Linked DNA regions of Mus musculus: region 1 is linked to region 2. The links are chromatin contacts, called in public promoter capture Hi-C maps. All regions are on one chromosome and are shown on one strand. The core of a region is the stretch at or near the end of the contact, and the rest is flanking DNA. Distances in the headings are between cores, read along the strand shown.

Evidence for each region. Capture Hi-C pulls out chosen DNA fragments and counts their contacts.
Region 1: a promoter capture Hi-C map of adipose tissue shows a contact between it and region 2. A contact is called at or near these places in 3 of 39 promoter capture datasets (hippocampal neurons, pre-B cells and stem cell-derived epiblast-like cells), 1 of 130 datasets of targeted methods (pancreatic cancer cells) and 1 of 9 other capture datasets (adipose tissue).

The regions. Positions count from the first base shown.
Region 1 is chr19:7,134,484-7,138,655 of GRCm38.p6, forward strand. The region is part of intron 3 of Macrod1 (mono-ADP ribosylhydrolase 1); the gene reads left to right. Gm38621 (a long non-coding RNA gene) reads left to right here. Exons shown (of 2, transcript XR_877703.3): 2 at 1,198-1,556. It also overlaps a transcript of Flrt1 not described here. Among named protein-coding and RNA genes, the nearest start is that of Gm38621, 14 kb to the left of the region's middle.
Region 2 is chr19:6,473,965-6,478,377 of GRCm38.p6, forward strand. All of the region lies in intron 9 of Nrxn2 (neurexin II), which reads left to right. Among named protein-coding and RNA genes, the nearest start is that of Gm52381, 21 kb to the right of the region's middle.

The DNA of each region.
Region 1 (4,172 bases), core at 453-2,952, 660 kb after region 2:
GGGGTCATAGGCATTTGGTTCATTATTATGCTTCATAACCGAGAGACAGCATATGTATTCTTTGCTATTTAGCAAATGTTATGTAATTATTAAAAAAAAAAAAAAAAAAAAACAGATCAGCTGGACCTAATTTTAGCTGCTGGGATTCCTGCCTTCGGGCATCCATGGCCTCTCCTGGCCCCGCTCAGGGCCGCCTGACTCCAAGCCTGTGCACTGAGACTGGAACAGAGTTGGTCCCAGCCCCGCTTTCGGCCCAGCTGCAGCTCGCCTCGCCCCTCCCCTGGAGCTGGGGGTGGGGCAGGGAGGGGCGACTTGAGTTCTGAGTCCATTCTATTTGGGCTCACATCAGCTTGTCTGCCGGGAGGATTTAGTGAGCGGCTGCGGTCAATAGTGCGTTTGTTTTGCTATCGACCTGCCCAGCAGCTCCCAGGCTGCCTGTCCCCCCTGCACAGCTGAGGCCTCTCCAGGCTGTGGGAGCCAGACCTGGAATCACCATAAGACCAACCTAGAGAGGCTTCCAACCTCTTGGCACGGCCAGTCCCTGCCCACAGCCTGGCCCGGGTGACTCAGTTCACAGCCCCTTCCTTCGTGGTCCGATTCTTGTGTTCCGTAGTCCAAGAGAGGATGAGGCATTGCAATCGCTGGCTTCACCAGACTCTGGGACCTCCTGCTTGACAGAGAACCCCCATAACTACCAGGCTCGGTGACTCTGGGACCTGCTTTGTGGAAAGCATAGCCTGAAGAGATGAAACACCTCATAGAAAGCAGTGGGTTTCTGGGGTGGAGCACTGAGGCCCCCTACCCTTCCTCCAGCAGTCCTCCAGGTCTGGTACCGGCTCAGTTAAGAGCAGTGGCCATGTAGGGAGCTTGGCTTCTTGGCTTCTGCTCAGACAGCCCCTGGGTTAGAGGATAATTGACAGACACCAAGTCTCTGACTTACACTTATTCATTCAACAAACATTACTGCTCTGGGCCAGGGCCCAGAGGTGAGGGCCACAGGCTGAAATCTGGGAGCCAAGCACCACACACAATTTTGCAGAGGGTAGAAAGGGATGTGGGTTCTCAGAGAGGTCTAGGGGCATGCTGTAGCTGGGAGGGGCTGCTGCCAGGGACTGGGAGTGGGTTGGGGAGGGGCATGGGAGCTTTGGTGGAGGCCTTTCTACAAACAGTTCTGAGGGATGAGTGGAATTTTGACAGGGGAGGAAGGCACAGCAGGAGGAGGGCCCAGCGGGGGCAGAGGCCTGGCGCACAGCCGGGTGCACAGGGAAACAAGAGAAGCACGCGGCCCCTCCGTGAACCTGAACCGTGGAAGTCTCTGGAGCGTGGAGCAGAGCCAGCCCCTCCTTGTCTACTTAGCCAATCTCTAGAGGGCTCAGTCCCACACACCCCCTTCCCCCAACTATCTCAACGGGGGTCCTCATCCCCTCTTCTTCCTCCCTTCTCCCTCCAAAATGAGAAAGAGGGGAAAAAAACTGTTATTGTTCACGCCTCATCTCCCCCCAAAGTTATTAAATTTCATTCCACGAACAAATAAATCCATTTTTATTGCAGCAGGAGGAGCGGGCAGTGGTTTGACTGTTTTACCTTTTTTATTTTTCAAAGTCCTGTTAAATCTGCTGGGATCAGCTGGGATGCCTCCTGTGCCCAGCACACTCCTCCCTCCGGCTTCTCCTCCTCCTCTTGGCCCAGCAGGCAAGGCGGGGCCCCACCTGACCTGCTCTGGGGTTCTCACAGGGCCTCCCAGTCCCCAGCCTGCCTGCCAGGCGGGAGGAAGCGCTCTGCCAGCCTCCTGTTTGTTTGGCATTTTATAGTTTTCCTAACACTTCCCGCGCACGCCTCCCGTAGAGCCCCTGATGGGGAGGCACTGCCTGCTCCATTTTATAAAGAGAGAAAATAAGCCAGAAAGCCAGTGGCTCTGAACCCTCCTGGTAGTTTTGAGAGCCCCAGGTACACCCCCGACCCAGGCTCTGACCTTCTCCCCAAGCCTGGCCTGCTTGCCTTATTTGGATCTGAAGACAGCATGGCTTTGTTTGGCATCTCAGACACACGACTCAGTTCAACAGGGTGTCACACTGGGACAGGAATGGGAATTCCTGCCACCTAAAAGCTATGTGAGTCCCAGACCCAATCTCTGCATCCGTGGCAGAGGCACAATAACAGCACCCCCATCAAGTCACCACGGGGAAGAGAGGATGTAGGGACACAGCCCTGTGTTACCTTCCCCTCTCACCATGCCACTCCTGCCCAGGGCTCACCTGCCCGCTGCTCTGCAAGCCTGTAGATTGTCGAGGATGGGCTGGGCCATGGGGTGTGGGGAGCCTTCGAAACTGGATCTGCACTGGACTCCCAAGCTAAATTCCCGTCAAGGTTATTTCCTTGTCAATCATTTGCTAAAGACTTAATGACTGTCAATAGATGCCTGTTGCATCAGCCGAGCCAGCAGCTAGAGGTTCCCCGTGACACATTAGAGACTCTACTGCCTAAGCCAGACCCAGGTGTCACCATGCACTGCTGAGTGTGTACCTGTCCTCCCTGTGTCTGATGTCAGGCCACTGCAAGGGTGACCTGGCTCCCACTTCAGAGGACCTCCACTTCCCCAGCTGGGACTCCCTGACCCTACCCAATCTTCGGGTCAGCAGGGCCTCGGGAATAGGCATCAAGACCCTCATCCTGGCTCCAGCCCGTAGGAGTGGCCTGGCTGTCCCTCTACAGTCTATCTTGAACCACCTGCTTATTCAGGTAGTCTGGAGAAGAGCCTTCGGGAGCCCATCTCCTGTCCCAGGAGCCCCCACCCCCTACCGGGTGCTGACAGCTGACAGCTCTGTGCATGGCTAGGCTCAGCAGCACCTCCCCCTCCAGGAATGGCGATGTCTCAGGTGTCACATGGGATTAGGCCTCCAGGTGAAAATGTCCATCACCTGCCACATCCACCCCAATCCCTTCCCGACATTTTCCTGCTCCCGCCCTCCTATCCAAGGCCAGGGTAGGTAGGAGCTGTCACCACACCCCACCTATAATTCTAGGCTCCTGTCCCCAACCCACCCTGTGCAGACTCCCGCTTTTCTTTCCTCTCCCCGATTAGCAAAGGACACCATCGGACCAGACAGGATCAGGTAATCTTCCCCAGGGCTGTCTGTTGGCACCCGGGGCTTCTCTAACTTGGGGAAGGGGCAGGGAAACACAGATGCCCATCACTTCAGAGAGCCTCCAAGGCTGCCCTGGCTAAGGTAGGAATGTTGCTGGAGGCACAGGCTTATGATTGGCGCGATTGGAGCAGCAGGTCTGAGTTTACTCTCTAGGCAGTCTGCTTGAAGAGACAGGAGGGCTGAGGCCAGAGAAACGCAGAAACAAAGAACCCTGAGTGCATCGAGCCCAGTGAGGGCTGCTGGGCCTCCTTGGTCTCAGTCTGCTTGTCAATAAGATGGGAGCGCTGAGTCTGGCAGCTTTATGGGGATTAATGATTTTTTCTGCGGGAAATAGTCATCCCAGGACCCCATGCTTACAGCAGGCTGTTTTGTGCCAGCTTTCATTGTGCCCACTCCCCTTCATGGTTTGCACCCCCAATAAGGAAAGTTGCTGCAGCTCCTCCTAGTTTATACCTTCCAAGCCTGCCTGAGGATGGTATGTCGAAGGGTGGGAGAGGCCGATGCTAGGTTTGGCTGGGCAGCCAGCCACATTCTCTAGTTTCCAGCTACCTGTACTAAAGGGGCCTCTGGCACAGTCTGGTGGGGACATGGCACCTGAACAGAAGGCAGAAGAATCGCCCACATCCCCCAGAGTAGAGCCTGCCAACTCAAACGCATCTCTACGCCATTAATTTACATTTTGATTCGACTTTCTTAATTTTACTTCAACTTCGTACGACTCCGGTTTGAGAATCATTTTAATGTATTTATCTGTGAGGCAATTTGTTAAATAACCCCCAAGACTCGGCGGTTTTCCGTCCTGAGCTTTTATTGCAAGGCTGTTTTAAATTAAATTAGTCGTCAGGGTCCCTGAGAGCATTGTAACGGGATGAGTTCACCGCCAGCCCACTCGTAAAAGTTGTGCAAACCTCTGGCTAAAAGCACACACATAGGAAAGCAGGAAGCGGTTGCTCGGCTGCTCAATGGCCCTGGGGGCCCTCGGGAGGGATGTGGCAGTGGCACGGCCACCCACCCTTGTCTGTGAGA
Region 2 (4,413 bases), core at 82-2,581:
CTGTGGATGGGAGAGAGCAAGACTAGAAACACTGACATCACACCTAATGTAGAGATGTCGCAAAGCCAGGAGCGGTGGCTCATGCCTGCAATCCCAGCATCCGGGAGGCAAAGGCAGGAGGAGCACCATAAATCTGAGGGCATTTTGGACTATGCAGTGAGGTCCAGACCAGCTGGGGCGGCATAGTGAGGAGACATCGTCTCAAAACAAAGCAAAGTGGTTCTCCAGCCACCGATCCCTTCTATCCAGAGTCATGTTTCTTTCACTTAACAGGAAGCAGCTATCCCTCACTGTCTGGAAGGACTGCTCCTAGGACCCCCAAAGACACCAAAACCCACGGTGCTCAAGTTCCTCATAAAAGACGGTGCCGTGTTGTGTATCACCTGTACACATCCTCCTGGATAACTTGTTATCCCTAGGGTCCTCAAAATGCCTAATGGAACGTAGATGCTGGGACTGGGGCTAGCACAATGCCTAGGCTCCAGGCAAGGTGGGGCTCTCCTGTAATCCCAGTACTAGGGAGGTAGAGGCAGGAAGATCAAGAGTTCAAGGTCACATCCGGGTACATACAGGATTTGAGGCTAGCTTTGGCGAGAGAGAGAGAGAGAGAGAGAGAGAGAGAGAGAGAGAGAGAGAGAGAGAGAGAGAGAGAGAGAAAGAGAAAGAGAGAGAGAAACATAAGGCTATATAATAGTTACATTGTAGTTTTATGGTGGTCGCTATTAAATTGGTTGGTGAATAAGGACCAGCAGTATCTGTATGTGTTTAGTACAGACAGTTCGTTCCTTAAGTATCTCCATCCACGTTTGTTGGCTGAATGCGGAGCCAGAGTACACAGAAGCTGCCTGGTTTTCTGAGCGCTAGCTGTGGACTGACAGACCGCCCACCTCGTTCTGGCCACCACAGATGCAGTGAATAGGTCACCACCTGCCTGGCCATGAGGGTTCCAAATCGAGAGAACAGCTGGCGGGCTGTAACTAGCCAGTCCTCACCCTGTGTAGCTCCCAGGGTCGGCTGACATCGGATGAATTCAGAGTGGCTATGCGCGACTTTTTAGAACTTCTGTTGCTCTGGCCACTGCCTCCTCCTCCTTCCCTTTCGGCCTCCCGCTCTCAGGCTCTTGTTTTCCGCCTGCTAATTCCTGTGTGCTTGCCTCCATCTTGTTGAACCCAAGAAAGAGAATTGATACAAATGAGGCCTGACACATTATCCAATTTAAGTGCTTATCAACGTCAACTAAATTTTCTCATTCCAGCAGCCATCACCACTGCTGGCCTGCGAGTCAGCAGTGACCTCCTCTGCTCACTGCCTGGGAGGAGGGGACTGCCAGGCACCCAGAAGTGAGGCCATGCCATCATTTCCTCCCCCTACCCCCACCGCTCTCCCTTCCCCCCACTGCCCAGAGAGCCAGAGAAAACCATGAGAAAGGACTTTAGCTCTTGGCTCTGCCTCGTGACAGCACTGTGGGTCTTTGCTGACAGTCTCTAGGGTTCCTCACAGGTGGTCAGCGACCCATCCAGGAACTTGGGGTAGCTGTTTCAACCTTCCCTTGTTTTTCCTGCATCCCCACACCCCAGTGCTGACAACTGAAGCCTGCTCCTGCTGAGCCCCACCCCAGATTCCTTCTTCCTGTTTTTGTAATTTTTCAGTTGTGTTTTATATGTTGCTCTTGTGCCAGGCATATGTGTGGAGGTCCGAGGGCATTCTGGGAGCTGGTTCTGGCCTTCCACTTTTTGAGAAAGGATCTTTCTTGTTTCTGCTGCTTCCCTCTGTAGCCTGGGCTAGCTGGCTTCTTGGCGATTGCCTGTCTCCATCTCTCATCTGACCATAGGGAGACTGGGGTCTTGGCCCCACGCTGCACGTCTTCTTTTCTGTGGGTTCAGGGGATACAGCTTGGGTTCTCTACCTTGCATAGCCAGCACCTTGCACACTGGCCTGACTCTGGGGTCCTCCCACATTGCCTTGCTTTTGTTTCTTTTTGAAACTGTGGCAAATCGCACGTCACACACATTTCTAGTCTTCGTCATTACTCATGATTAGGGCTCTGACTACACTCAAGTCTCTGCACAGCCCTCACCAACGTCCAGGTGCAGTTTCCCCATCTTCCCACACTGAAGTCTCTGTTAAACATAAGCTCTCCTCTCCCTGTCCCCAGCCTCTGGCCACCATCTCTGTTTGAACTACTCTGGGACTTTAGATGAGTGACGACACACAGTACTACTTCATGTGTTCGCGTACATGCTTGCGTGTGTGTGGAGGCACACATATGTGGGTGCACACATGCATGTGCAGATCCAAGGCTGATGGCAGAAACCAGCCACTCCGTTCACTGAAGTAAGGTCTCTCAATCAAACCCAGAGCTCACAGATTTGGCCAGCCAGCTTGCTAGGGGATCTCTCTCTCTCTTTTCCTGTTAAACATTTAAACATTTTTTTATTAGATATTTATTTACATTTCAAATGTTAAACCTTTTCCTGGTTTCCCCTCCGAAAAACCTTCCTCCATTCTCTCCCCTAGGGGATCTCTTGTCTCTGCCTTCTAAGGTTGATATTATAGGTGGGCCAGCACACCCACCTGGCATTTCTGTGGTTTCTGGGGATTTGAACTCTGAGCTTCATACTTAAGCAGCAAACATATTAACCACGAACCATCTCCCCAGCTTCTCCTTTTCCTCCCTCCCCTCTCCCTCCCCCTCCCTTTCTTCTTTCCACTCAACACAGAGTCTCACACATAGTCCAGTCTAACTTTGGAATAACTTTGGAGTGGAGATCCTGTTGTCTTGGCCTTCCAGAGGATTAGGGTAACAGGCATGCGCCACTATATCCTATCTGTATATTTGACTTCTTTATTTTAATGACTTATTTGTTTTACTTTGCATGCATTGGTATTTTGCCTGCACATATATCTTAGGGTGTCGGATCCCCTGAACCTGGAGTTACAGACAATTGTGAGCTGTCATGTGGGTGCTAGGAATTGACAGAAGTCCCCTGGAAGAGGAGCCAGTTCTTTTAACTGCCGAGCCATCTCTCCAGCCCCTATATTTGTCTTCTTATGCCTGGCTGTTTCAGTGAGTAGAGTGTCTTTCAAGGTTCATCTGTGTTGTAGTGTGAGTCAGAACTCCCTTCCTCTCAATGCTGAATAACAGTGCCATGCCCACATCTTGTTTACCTTTTCTTCTGTCAAGGAATGAGTCAGGTGGCTCCTATTCCATACTGGGGAGCGACTCTGGAGCAGGGGTCAGAGTTCCTTTCAGTTCCTTCCTTCTTCCTCTCAGCACTCAGCTCGTGCTGACTCCTGTTCCAGCCAAAAGACGGGTCACGGCAGGCTCTGGGGACTCTGGCCATAAACAGTGAGATAGGCCATCACAGGGGCCACTTTTGGGATCCTGTTAGGAGAGGGACCCAGCAGCAGGACCCTGAGGAAGGTGATGCCTTGTCATGAGAGAACAGGTTTGGGGCCACGGTATTGAAGGGACCCTAGGGCTGGTGGCATGGCTCAGCAGGTAAAGGCTCTTAGTGGTCAGGCCTGATGACTCTGACTCTGACTCTCTCTCTCTCTCTCTCTCTCTCTCTCTCTCTCTCTCTCTCTCTCGTGTGCACGCACGCGCATGGAAACAGCTCAGTATGCTCTGAGGATGAGAGTTCGGTTACCAGCACCCACATCTGGAGGCTTACAAACACCTGTAATTTCAGATCCAGGGATCAAACTCCTTTTGCCTTTATAGGCATGTACATACACATGCACATAGTAAATAATAAAACAATAATTTAAACAACAACTTGGAGTTGCGGATGACCTACGCAACATGGTGGCTCACATCCCTACATACATGCAGGCACACGCACATATACACATAATTAAAAATAAAGTATATTTAAACAAACAAACATAAAACAGTGAGCCGGGTGTGGTGGCGCACGCCTTTAATGCCAGCACTCAGGAGGCAGAGGCAGGCAGATTTCTGAGTTCAAGGCCAGCTTGGTCTACAAAGTGAGTTCCAGGACAGCCAGGGCTACACAGAGAAACCCTGTCTCAAAAAACCAAACCAAACCAAAACCAAAACCAAAAAAACAAAACAAAAAAAAAAAAACAAAAACAAAAACATAAAACATAAAACAGTGCAAGGGAGCCTGGGGCCTGGGAGTGCATCTCCCGTCTTTGGGTCAGTAAGGTTTTGCGGGAGGAACTGGCTTCTAGTGGGAGCTGTGTCTGTAGAGGGGTTCTGCCCCTCCTATTTGTTCCCACCCTGTCTTTGTGTTCATATCCAGCCTCCAAGCCCCTCCCTCTCGAGATCCCTGCCATATCCGCGTCCACGATGCTCAGTGGCTCCTTGCAAGCGGTGCTTTTATTTCATTGTTTTACACAGCATCTCACTGTGTGGTCAGGCTGGCCTCAGACCTGCAGCAGTCATCC